Linked DNA regions of Zea mays: region 1 is linked to region 2. A link is a contact called in public Hi-C data. All regions are on one chromosome and are shown on one strand. Each heading gives the region's core, a stretch centred on a gene start, on an enhancer-like site or on the middle of the called end of the contact. The rest is flanking DNA. Distances are from core to core; before and after follow the strand shown. Region 1 holds the start of LOC100282948 (ATP-citrate synthase). Region 2 holds the start of LOC103650547 (protein MODIFIER OF SNC1 1).

Region 1 (5,561 bases), core at 175-2,674, 290 kb after region 2:
TGTCAAGGATTATTATAATTTGATTATGGACAATATTGATGAACTAACCGACAAAGATTGGTGGCTCTAGGAGAGACCGAGAAAGACAAGATTATGGTTGCCAAAACTTACAACAAGAAGGTCAAAACTAAATCATTCTAGGTTAGAGACCTGGTGTGGAAGACCGTCTTGCCACTAAGAAGCAAGGACCGAAAATTTGGCAAATGGTCATCAAGTTGGGAAGGCCCTTACATAATCACACAAGTAATCGTTGGTAATGCCTACATGTTACAAACTTTGCAAGGTGAGGACCTACCCAAGATGCTGAATGGTCGTTTCTTGAAGCAATATCATCCTAGTATGTGACAAAATGCTTAGATAAACTGATATTGAAATATCAAGTTGGGTCCAAACTGCACAAGTGCTTTTGGTTCGCTCAACTTTCCCAAAAGGAAGGAGGCATGTGTTGAGCACCATTTGTGGCACTGAGCATGCTCGGACGGTCCGACCAAGAGGTCAGGACTGTCAGGCCTGCGGAATGGTTCGCCCATAGGCACGGACAGTCCGCGATAGGATTAGATCAGGCAGTTGAAATCCTTTTCTCCGCGTGTGTTTATCCCTCTAAACTCGCGGGAGTTGTTGGAGAATGCCTAGGAACGGGTCCAGACCTCGCCCTTATATATTTGAAGGGGTATGACCGATTAAAACACCCATCAATCAAACCAGTCAACCCGTTTTTCAATTCCTCTACTTTCTTGCCCTAGGAGTAGCGAGGAACGTATCGTTCTTTGTATCAATCTTCACTTCTCTTCGACTCTACGTTGTCTAGAGGCGTCTTGAGTGGCCTACCGATTCCAAGAAAAACCCTAGGATCTCTCCTCTCTGACGGATCCCTCCGAGGGGCGAGGTCCAGGTGCCGTTGGCGAACGCTGCCAGCCCTACGCACATGCGGACCTTCCGGCCATTAGGCGCGGACCGTCTGGCTCGGCGCGGAGAACATCGTTCCTTCTGTCAGATCGCGGACCGTCCGTGCCACCGCATTAAGGCCGCCAAGTGGAACAGCTCAAAAATGATTGGAGCCCATATCGACACTAACAGTGAGGCTCTAGCTCCCGCCAAAGAATTCTAGCTCTCTTAATCCTCTCCAATATTCTTGCTCCAAACAATCTTTAGTTTATCTCCAGTAGATCTCTTATTTCATCTTATATCTTATCCTTTATTTTAAACATTTTACGTCCACTATTTTACATACTCTAAAGGGTTTCTACCGTAACATTAACCAAACAAAAGTAGAGGGGCACGGAGACTGTGCTAGCAATCTAGCATGTCACACCACTCGCCGCACCAACCCAACCTGATCCCATCCGCCTCCACCAAACCAAACCGCCCGAGGGGGCCACCCAACCAGTGACCGATAGAAACCAACAACCACCACGGCGCATCGCGGTCGCGGCTGCCCGCCGCTTTTCCCTTCTTCCGTTGCGGCCTCGCTATAAAAACCGTCCGTCCAGTCCGCGCCGCGGCCGCGCACGGCGAACCCGAATCCCGAGCACAGGCCGCCGCTCGCTCGCTCGCTGCAGCTACGCACGCACGCGCCTGCTCCTCCCCTTAGCTTCCACAAGGCTCGACTCGGCCGGCGGCGATGGCGCGGAAGAAGATCCGGGAGTACGACTCCAAGCGCCTCCTCCGGGAGCACCTCAAGCGCCTCGCCGGCATCGACCTCCAGATCCTCTCCGCGCAGGTCGGCCACTCACTCCCCAGTCCTCTCTTTCCCCTGCTCCTCGCTCTCCTGCGGTGCGGTGCGGTTCGTGCGCATCGGATCGCCTTGTCGTCTGTGGGTCGGGTGGGGGGGGGATCGGGCCGCTAGGCGTGTGTGTGTGGATCTCGGCGGTGCCGGCCCCGGATCCTGCCCCTGCCCCTGACTCTTCTGGGGCTGCGCGTTCACCGTAGGAACAGGATCGGGGTCCGCAGTCAGCTCGCTCTCTTAGGATTCCGGGGCCAGGCTTCGAAGCCTGGGCGTTTGCGGTAGAGGCGGTTCGTTGGGCTGATCATTTCGTTATTAGTAGGTGAACTGGAGGTTGGAATGCTCAGCACGTCTTCCTTTTGTTATGGAGGTATAAGAAATGTTTAATAATTGGGTTGCTAAAATGGGTTTCCAGGGTCTATTAATGTTGTGGTCATTGAAATCTCAACCTCCATAAAAACCAGAAATTTCTTAAGTATCAGTATCTCATAGTTTGGTTTAAGTAGTTTGGTTGAAAGGAATTTTACTCTGAATCTTTGATAAACAGGGCGTGTGTCAGAAACAACATCATCTAGGCAACGCCAAAAGTTTGTCTTCGTTTTTTAGTTGCCATTCACCGATAGGAACAAAGAGTTCACTTTATTCGTGTTCTCTTAGAAAGTACACTTGTTTAGGCCTTGTTCATTTGTGCCGGATTGCACCCGGAATCGTTCCAGCTAATCAAAGTTTATATAAATTAGAGAATCAATCCGGTTAGGAATCGTTCCGACCCACCAATCCGTAACAACCGAACGGCGCCTTAGTGTTTTGTGTTTGCTAGGTTTATTGGTTGTAGAAACACAGATCGAGTTTGGTTACTCCCTAGTGAGTTGCTTCTTTCATTATATTTATGTTTCTTTCATTCACTATAGCATCCCTGATTTTTGCCATTACAAAGATTGTCTCGTTGATTATGATTGCCACTAAGTCTATGAATTGTGGGTCCATCTGAGTCTATGCAATGTGGGTCTGGTGGCAATTTTGTGAAGCCCATTCTTTGTTGAGCTCTTCTTTGTAATGGCAAAATCCAAATTTCTCGTCTTTTTACATATTCCTCAAGATGAGATGATTGAATTCAGAATGCTTAATCACAGGTCACACAGTCAACGGATTTCACTGAGCTTGCAAACCAGGAGCCGTGGCTCTCATCTATGAAGTTGGTTGTGAAACCTGACATGCTCTTTGGGAAACGTGGGAAGAGTGGGCTTGTGGCCCTCAACCTAGATCTTGCCCAAGTTCGCCAATTTGTCAAGGAGCGGTTGGGAGTTGAGGTACTGTCACGACTAACATATTCCCATGTTTTTTACCAGCACAAACTTTGATTACTAAAGCTATTTATTATCTTTATGAATGAATTTGCTCACTTATCTAGGTCGAGATGGGTGGCTGCAAAGCTCCAATTACAACCTTCATAGTTGAACCATTTGTGCCACATGACCAAGAGTACTACCTTTCGATTGTATCTGAAAGGCTTGGCAACACCATTAGTTTCTCAGAATGTGGAGGTATTGAGATCGAGGAGAACTGGGACAAGGTTAAGACTATCTTTCTTCCCACAGAGAAGCAAATGACACCTGACGCATGTGCTCCATTGATTGCCACCCTGCCATTGGAGGTAAGCTATTGGCTTGGAACTCTTTATTGCTGACAATTCTCAGATTCTTGATTAACCATCAGTTCTCAGTTGATTCTCATTGATGATCCGTGCTTGAATTTCAGGTCCGCACAAAGATAGGTGGTTTCATTAGAGCTGTATTTTCTGTTTTCCAAGGTACTCACTCTTGCTTTTCAAAGGCAGACAGTTTGTAGTTGTTGCTTTTCCAGTTTCAACACTCAACATAAGATGCTCATTGGTTCTTTTGCAGACTTGGATTTCTCATTTCTTGAGATGAACCCATTCACCTTGGTAAATGGTGAACCGTATCCTCTGGATATGAGAGGAGAACTAGATGACACAGCTGCTTTCAAAAACTTCAATAAGTATGATTCATGCTTTCGATGTACCTCACAGATCTCAGTTGCCTCCATATTAATTGTACCAGCCATTTTTATGTGAAAGGGAGACGTTTTTCTACTATATTGTCAATCATAACAGCCATTATTTTCATGTACAGGTGGGGCAATATTGTGTTTCCCCTACCATTTGGAAGAGTTCTCAGTCCCTCCGAAAGTTTTATCCATGAACTGGATGAGAAGGTATGTTCATGTAAAAGTGGACAACTTACATTCGATTCCAACCTTTCTCCTTGAAGTAATTATTTCATTTTCCAGTGTTTACATTTCTATTTGGATTAACTTTTATTGACAGTTCTGTATGTTCCACTAGATTTAAGTAGTGAACCACTTCTCTTCTTGCAGACAAGTGCTTCTCTGAAATTCACGGTACTGAACCCAAAAGGACGCATCTGGACAATGGTTGCAGGTGGTGGTGCTAGTGTCATATACGCAGACACTGTAAGTCTGAATTTCATGCAGACCCTCCTTCAAGTTTCTTTGCACCTATTGATATCTTTTCATGTTAACTTTGGATGATATGATGAAATGGATTTCTAGAAGGACCTTATATTTAGTGATAAAATGTGCCATCTGTGAGGTGCATGTTGCAATAATCTGATAGTTCCTCTTGCATACCAGGTTGGTGATTTGGGATATGCTTCGGAGCTAGGAAATTATGCAGAGTACAGTGGAGCTCCCAAGGAGGAGGAGGTTCTGCAGTATGCTAGAGTGCTTTTGGATGTAAGAACAGTAGAACCTTTCAGCTGTCTATCTTTTCTGTTCGTTACATATATCTTTCATGAATATGTTTTCAACTCGTGCAGTGCGCTACCTCTGATCCTGATGGCCGTAAGAGAGCCCTTCTAATCGGAGGAGGAATCGCTAACTTCACAGATGTTGCTTCTACATTTAGTGGCATCATTCGGGCTTTAAGAGAGAAGGTAAATTGGGCCACGAAGTTAGTTAGCCGTTCAATTCCCCAACCACTCCCACCTATCTCTATTTAAATCTTCACCAATCTTGTTTGTTATTTTGTTTCTGAATCTGATTCCAGGAGTCCAAATTAAAGGCTGCAAGGATGAACATTTATGTCCGGAGAGGTGGTCCGAACTACCAAACTGGACTCGCCAAAATGCGCACCCTAGGCGCCGAACTTGGCGTTCCAATTGAGGTATGATCTCTTTATGCTTCTTCTCGATATAAATATGGTACCTTGCATTTCCTGAAACGCCATACCATTTCCTGAAAGGGGATCATTGGGACCGGCTCCATACCCCCATAAGAGATGCCCTGATTATGCTCAACAAATGCATTGCAGGTCTATGGACCAGAGGCGACCATGACTGGGATCTGCAAAGAAGCCATTGATTGCATCATGGCCGCGTAAATCACAAATGTGGTTGTTCCATTTGAAGTCACATCCGTTTTGTACTAGACGTTCCTTGTACGTGATTGCTCTGGTAAAACAGAGAACGATCATTGTCATGAGTAAACTCGGCCTTTGTAACACAGTTACGCAAGTAATAATTAAGATCTTGGTTTGGTGCTCTGCCACCCTTCTAGGGTGGGCCGGTGAGGTGAATGTACAAATAACAATGCACTTTGTGATCCACCAGATTGCAGTGCTCTGGTATTTCTAGGGTCTTGTACTGCCTGTGCTGTTTTGTGTTGTTTGTTTCTCACTGCGTTTGCTGTTTATCCTTGGTTGAGAGTTGTGACTGTAGAATTTGCAGGCAAATCAAGATTACTCACGTCTCTGCTGTGCTGTGATGCCGAGCTAGTTCACAGAGCAAGATCTGTAATC
Region 2 (6,067 bases), core at 176-2,675:
GACAGCCCTCTAGACTATAAAAAATCTATATTATGCAGCGGGGCATATTAATGCTTCGTAAATAAATGATGATGTGTATTGAAATTAGTTTTTTAAAAAATCTAAGAAGCTAGAAAATATACGTCGGTACAAATTAGCACTTCGCAGGTTGAAAAATAAGAACGACAGTCGTTGAATAACATAAATTCTGATTGCTCGACTATGCATGTCTGGAGGCTAGCGCAGTGATGCCCAGCTCCCTGGAATCCTGGAGGGTTGGATCGGTGAGATGGCGAACGACGATCGTGTGGAGGGTGTGGTCTCATAGACGCTCAGGGACATGAGCGTGACGACTGAGCAGTGGGCAACGCGTGCCACGTTGTCCGTGTGCGCCGGGCATCCATGTGCCCAGCCCTCCCGCCCTGTTGGCTACATATACTATTTTACTACTAGCATATAATCCGTGTTAACGCTACGTTCCTGTAAAGAGGAGAGGGGTGAACGATGACGGTGGTGACGCGAGGGGAGGGATTGATGGCGGTGGGGATGCGAGGAGGGGAGGGCTAAAGGATGATCAAATAATATTGTTCATTTGATTTGAGTGAGCAAAATATATGATGTTATTCAACGATCTGAACCGTTAATTTTGATGTTATGTTAAATATAGGTGCAATTTGTTTGATGGATTTCGTAAATATTATATGTGTGTGGATTATTTGGTTGGATGTGTTTTGTAAAGTGTAAACTGGTGTATTATATGGTGTTATAGATACTAAATATTGGACCCCTAATAGTTTTGGGCCCCCGGCCGTCGCCTCCCTCGCATAGGCTCAGGGCCGGCCCTGGACATACGAATAAGAGGTGTTGAAACAAATGAAAGAAAGAAGTAATGCATAGATAGGATTCACACATATGGACAAAGACAACAAAGTTTTAGAACGCGTTTCACAACTACATTTAAACAAGGTCTACTTTATTATATATAGATGTCGTCGCAACATACAAACACCTAGCTATAAAAAGGAAAAAGGATGAACGAGGATTTGTGCCATTACTATTTAGTTGTCAACGATATATCGTGTAAAATAAAAAGCTATACTGTAAGTTAAACTATTTTTAAAGTAAAGTTTAAATATAGAATAAAATAAAGGGAAATTTGGATCCATACCATTAAAAGATCACTACTTTGGATCCATACCATTACTATCTCACTTACATGTGGGTCCACATGAGTCAATGACATGTGGGGTCCATGGTATATATCTAAAGTTTGGATCTTTTAATGGTATAGATTCAATTGTTCCTAAAATAAAAGATAAGATAGTTGCTCAAAACGGTATTGGTAGCAAACTTGCAACGCAAGGAGTATTAAACTATCGCCTCTTTGATATCCTTGGGTCGCACGGAACGTCCAAATCATGGGGTTCGACGTGGCCAGCCAAATTCATTCACCCCCAAGCCGGACACCGGATCCTATGCTCCCTGAAGCCACACCATTTACAGATCTCCTCCGCTCCTGTTCCGCCACGTGGTTTCCTTTGACATCTGTGCCACGAGAGCACGGGCTTCCGTCCCCACGTCCACTCCCGCCACGCCACGCGTCCGTCCTCCCAGATCCTTCATTATCGCTCTCACGAGCGCCTCCCCAACCTTCCCTCTTCCCCTCCCCGCGTCGCCTCGTCATTCCGCCTCCAACTCTGACGAGCGGCCCCACCTGTCATTGTCTCCCCCGCCGCTCGCCGGACCGGCAGGGCGACGAGGACCCGTTTCCCCCTTCCTGCTCCGGCACCCCCATCGCGTCCTACGCTGCTGATCGAGCGAACCCCATCCCCCCTGATCGCTCCGTCCGTTCGACCGCCTAGGGTTTCGGCGTTCCCCTGCCTCCCCGCGCCTCCTTGGAGGCGGTCCCAGATACCTCGATCTCGCTCCGCAGTTGGTTCCGCTCGATTCAACACCGGGGAATTAGAGAGGTGGTTTCCGCGGGGGAGCTGCTTTGCGGGGAAGTGGGACCATGGCCTCGAGCCTGGTTACCACGGACAGGAGGTTCGTGATCTCCATCCCACGCTCCCAAACGATACAATTATTTTCCTATCTTTTCATTCGCAATTCTGGTCTGATCGTGTAGTGCATGTGCATTGATACGTGTGGCTTTTTTCTTAAAGAAATAGAAAAAGTATTTGTTTGGTGTGGGGGAGTGGGGGTGTCGGAGAGGTATAGATGCTAGCTTTTGGATGTTTGGGTTTGATACTGAGCTGCTGGCCAATCGGCTCAATAGAGCTACAGAGCTCAGCTGGTGTGGCACTTGTGTCATCATGTGAGGACCAAAGTGTTTTATTTGTGAGAATTATATGAAGGTTTTGTTGGTTTGGACATTGGATGTGTCCAGTAATCCAACTTGCGTGGACAACACCAGAGACTGTTAAATGATGCAGTGATTTATGATCTGTGCTGTGAGCTCGTCCTGGAAATTCTGGATTTCTGCTTACGATCTTGTGCAGATGGTCCTCCTCTCTTGATAGTTTGCTTACGTTTTTTTTCATATTTAAGTCACCCCTTCTGTTTTTTTGCTTAATTTTTCTGTGTCATCTATTTGTGATTTTATGGTGTGGTTAGTAAAAAGCTTGGATGCTCTATGCCTCTATTTGTACTAACCTCTGATCACAACTATAAGTTCTTCTAGGTTTGTCTTTGTCATGTCAAACTTTATTCTTATCTTTACCATCGGTTTAAATTTTTCAACAGAAGATTGAAACTAGCAGATTCATTGTGAAAACTACTTTAGAATATATAACTCTTCTCATTAGGATAATTATATATATATATATATATTAATATATTACCAGTAAAAATTGAAAAAAGGCTGTCTTACGACAGTCCTAAATGGACTTACATTTGTGATAAGAGGAAATAATATTTAAGTTGAGAATCCCAAATTTAATGTTTGTATAATAACATTGCTATTAATAGCACTTGCATTAAACATGAGGCCCTAAGGCCAATATATATACACCGACCCATGAAGGTAAATATGCACTAAATCCCTTAAACAATGGAAAAATACATGAAAACATAAATACACATCTAACATCCCCTCAAACTCAAGGTGGATCAATCACATTGAGTTTAGAGAGAGAATTGATGCTGATCTCTGGTCTATGCCTTGGTGAAGAAATCAGCCAACTGAAACTCAAGACACATATCAAAGACCAATGGCATCATCCTATGCTCATGTATAATAAGCATCAACACCAATATACTGAGTAAGCCCATGCTTCACCAGATCATGAGTAATATTAATAGCACTTGTACTGTCAGACAAAAGAGGAGTCGATATAGACACAGAAACACCAAAATCAACAAGCAACCACCATAGCCAAGTCACCTCTGCCATCGCAAGAGACATAACACGCAACTCAGCTTCTACGCTCGAATGGGAAACTGCTAGCTGCTGCTTAGTCTTCCACGCAATGAGGGAACCACCAAGAAAAACACAATAAGAAGAAAGTGCTCGACGATCCGAGGAATCACTAGCCCAAGTCGTATCACAATAGGCATGAAGCTGCAAGGAGCTAGAGCAAGGAAATAACGAACGACGAGAGATAGTTTCACGAAGATAACGTAGAACACGAAGATGATTGTATTGACTATTGAAGCTGAGCGGGGGCATAGACAAACCGACTCATGACTTAGAATATACACAGAGTACGAGATATCAAAACGAGTAACATCAAGGCATGGCTACCAACAATATGACGATAGCGAGTATGATCTGAAAGAGGCTCACTATCAGTGGCAAGTGGCATGAAGACAAACGTTGAGCTCCATGGGAGTTTCAACAGTGCGGTGATCAATAACGAAGCTTGATCAAGAAGCCCCTGAATGTATTTCTCCTGAGAGAGATAGAAGCCCTTTGGAGTAGAGGAAACCCCAATCCCAAGAAAATACCGAAGATGACCAAGATCAGACATACGAAACTGCTCACTAAGACACACCTTGACAAAGGCAATGCATTGAGAATCATCCCCTATAATAATCATGTCGTCAACATAAAGAAGAGTCCTACCTAGGGGTGGTAATGGATCACGATCCTAATATTTCTTCACAATTTGTTTGAGCCCTTAAATAATAATAGTTAAAAAATGAATAGAAATAGAGCCTGATCCTTATCCGATCCTTAAATTTTATAGTGTAAAATTTAGTGCCCATTACCACCACTAGTCCTACCATGAGATGATGCGTGCACAAACAAAGCATGGTCATGAGTACTGGCAGAAAAACCAACAGGAGTGATCACAGAAGCAAAACGTTGAAAAAGCCTGAGGAGCTTGCTTGAGACCATAAGGGTTGATTTGGTGACCAGGGGATCCTGGGAGGATTGGAGGGGATTGAGGGGGAAATAAACTAATTTCCCCCTCAATCCCCTCTAATCCTCCCGGGATCCCGGGTCACCAAATCAACCCTAAAGGGAATGACAAAGCCAACAAACCATCGCCCACAGGAATAGAATACCCAGGTGGTGGCTACATGTAAACCTTCTCACGCAACTCACCATTAAGAAAGACATTTTTGACATCAACATGATCGATATACCACTCATGAACAGAAGCCACTACAAGAAGGGTGTGAAGTTGTGAACAGTAATCATGTGAGCAATAGAGCAAAAGTCTCATCATAATCACGACCATGTTCTCGCTGGAAGCCATGAGCAACAAGACGAGCTTTGTAACGCTCAAGAGAACCATCGGAGCAAGTCTTAACCTTATAAACCCACTTATATGTGGTAGGCCAAACATGAGGGTGATGAGGAACAATCTCCTAAGTGCCAGTACTCTCAAGAGCAGCAATCTCCTCAGACATCGCAAGTTGTCATTCAGGACGAATAACAGCATCACGATAGGAAGTCGGCTCAGAAAGAACAGATCTAGCAAAACCCTGCCATGTAAACAGGGCCAAAACCATAGCGATCTACAGGCTGACGAGTACGAAGACTATGACGAGTAATCAGCTTCGGAGAGTTATCACCAAAATATGGCCCAACCGAAGAAGATGAATCAGTAGGGGAGACTGAAACTAGAGAAGCAGACACACCAGAGGAAGGCGATGGAGTAGTCAAAGAACGATGTTGTGTATAGACCTGTGTCACAGGAGGCTTGATAGTGTAGTCGGGACTCGGGAACTAGAACAGAAGTCTCTGAAGAAGACAAAGACGTGGACATAGAAGGAGGCGCAACATACGAGGGCACATGAGGAGGAGGAGACACAACTGGAGGTGGTAGGCGGGAGAGTGGCACACTTGCTATAGCAGAATCAGGGATAGACATGAAAGACAGAGGATCAACCAAAGATGCAAAGGAAGCTTTAGAAGAAGGACGAGGGTAGAAAGGACGAGTCTCAGTTAAGACAACATCTCGGAAATTCCACATCCGATGAGCAACTAGATTCCAGCAACGATAACCCTTATGCTCAGTATTGTACCCAAGGAAGATGCACTCAACAGACTGCGCTGTCAGCCTAGAGCGCTTGTGATCTGCAAGAAGCACATAACACACATTGCCAAAAAGATAAAGGCTGGAGTAATCAAGCATCTTGCTAAAGGCGCTTAAAAGGAATGCCACCCTAAAGAGCGAAGGCTGAATGTTAGTCAAATAAGTGGCAGTAGAGACAGCCTAGAGACAACTTCAGCCCAGAGTGAGGGCGAACAGAAGAAGCATGAGAGCGCAAGCAGTCTCAAGAAGATGATGATGCTTGCACTTAGCAACACTGTTCTGAGCATGAGTACCAGGACAAGAAAGCTGAGCAAGCGTACCTTGCGCAGCAAGAACCTTGCGAAGAGCCCCAGAAAGGTTTTCTCTTGCAGAGTCAGCACGAAATACACGAATAAATGTGTCGAATTGAGTGCAAACCAAAGCAGAGAAATGATTATAGATGGATAAAGCCACACTACGGTTTTTCATAAAACAAATCCATGTGTGGAGAGAAAAATCATCTATAAGAATAATATAATACTAGGTATGTGCCCGTGCCTTGCAACGGTACAACAAAATATTCAGCAAAACGTTAGTGCACAACGATTACATGGAAACAGTGA

What was found. Hi-C and Micro-C count contacts between places; a contact is called where the count stands out from the background.
Region 1: a Hi-C map of leaf shows a contact between it and region 2, with 2.7 times the contacts expected there. The contact joins the promoter of LOC100282948 here to the promoter of LOC103650547 in region 2. A contact is called at or near these places in 8 of 25 Hi-C or Micro-C datasets (bundle sheath, ear, endosperm and 2 more) and 1 of 3 datasets of contacts at active chromatin or transcription factors (leaf).

Annotation. Positions count from the first base shown.
Region 1 is chr3:130,027,750-130,033,310 of Zm-B73-REFERENCE-NAM-5.0, forward strand. LOC100282948 (ATP-citrate synthase) reads left to right here and starts at 1,425. Exons shown (of 11, transcript NM_001155853.1): 1 at 1,425-1,720; 2 at 2,857-3,033; 3 at 3,135-3,377; 4 at 3,482-3,533; 5 at 3,628-3,742; 6 at 3,877-3,958; 7 at 4,121-4,216; 8 at 4,397-4,498; 9 at 4,582-4,698; 10 at 4,812-4,928; 11 at 5,076-5,304. The coding sequence starts at 1,622. The coding sequence ends at 5,144.
Region 2 is chr3:129,742,210-129,748,276 of Zm-B73-REFERENCE-NAM-5.0, forward strand. LOC103650547 (protein MODIFIER OF SNC1 1) reads left to right here and starts at 1,426. Exons shown (of 9, transcript XM_008676125.4): 1 at 1,426-2,022. The coding sequence starts at 1,991.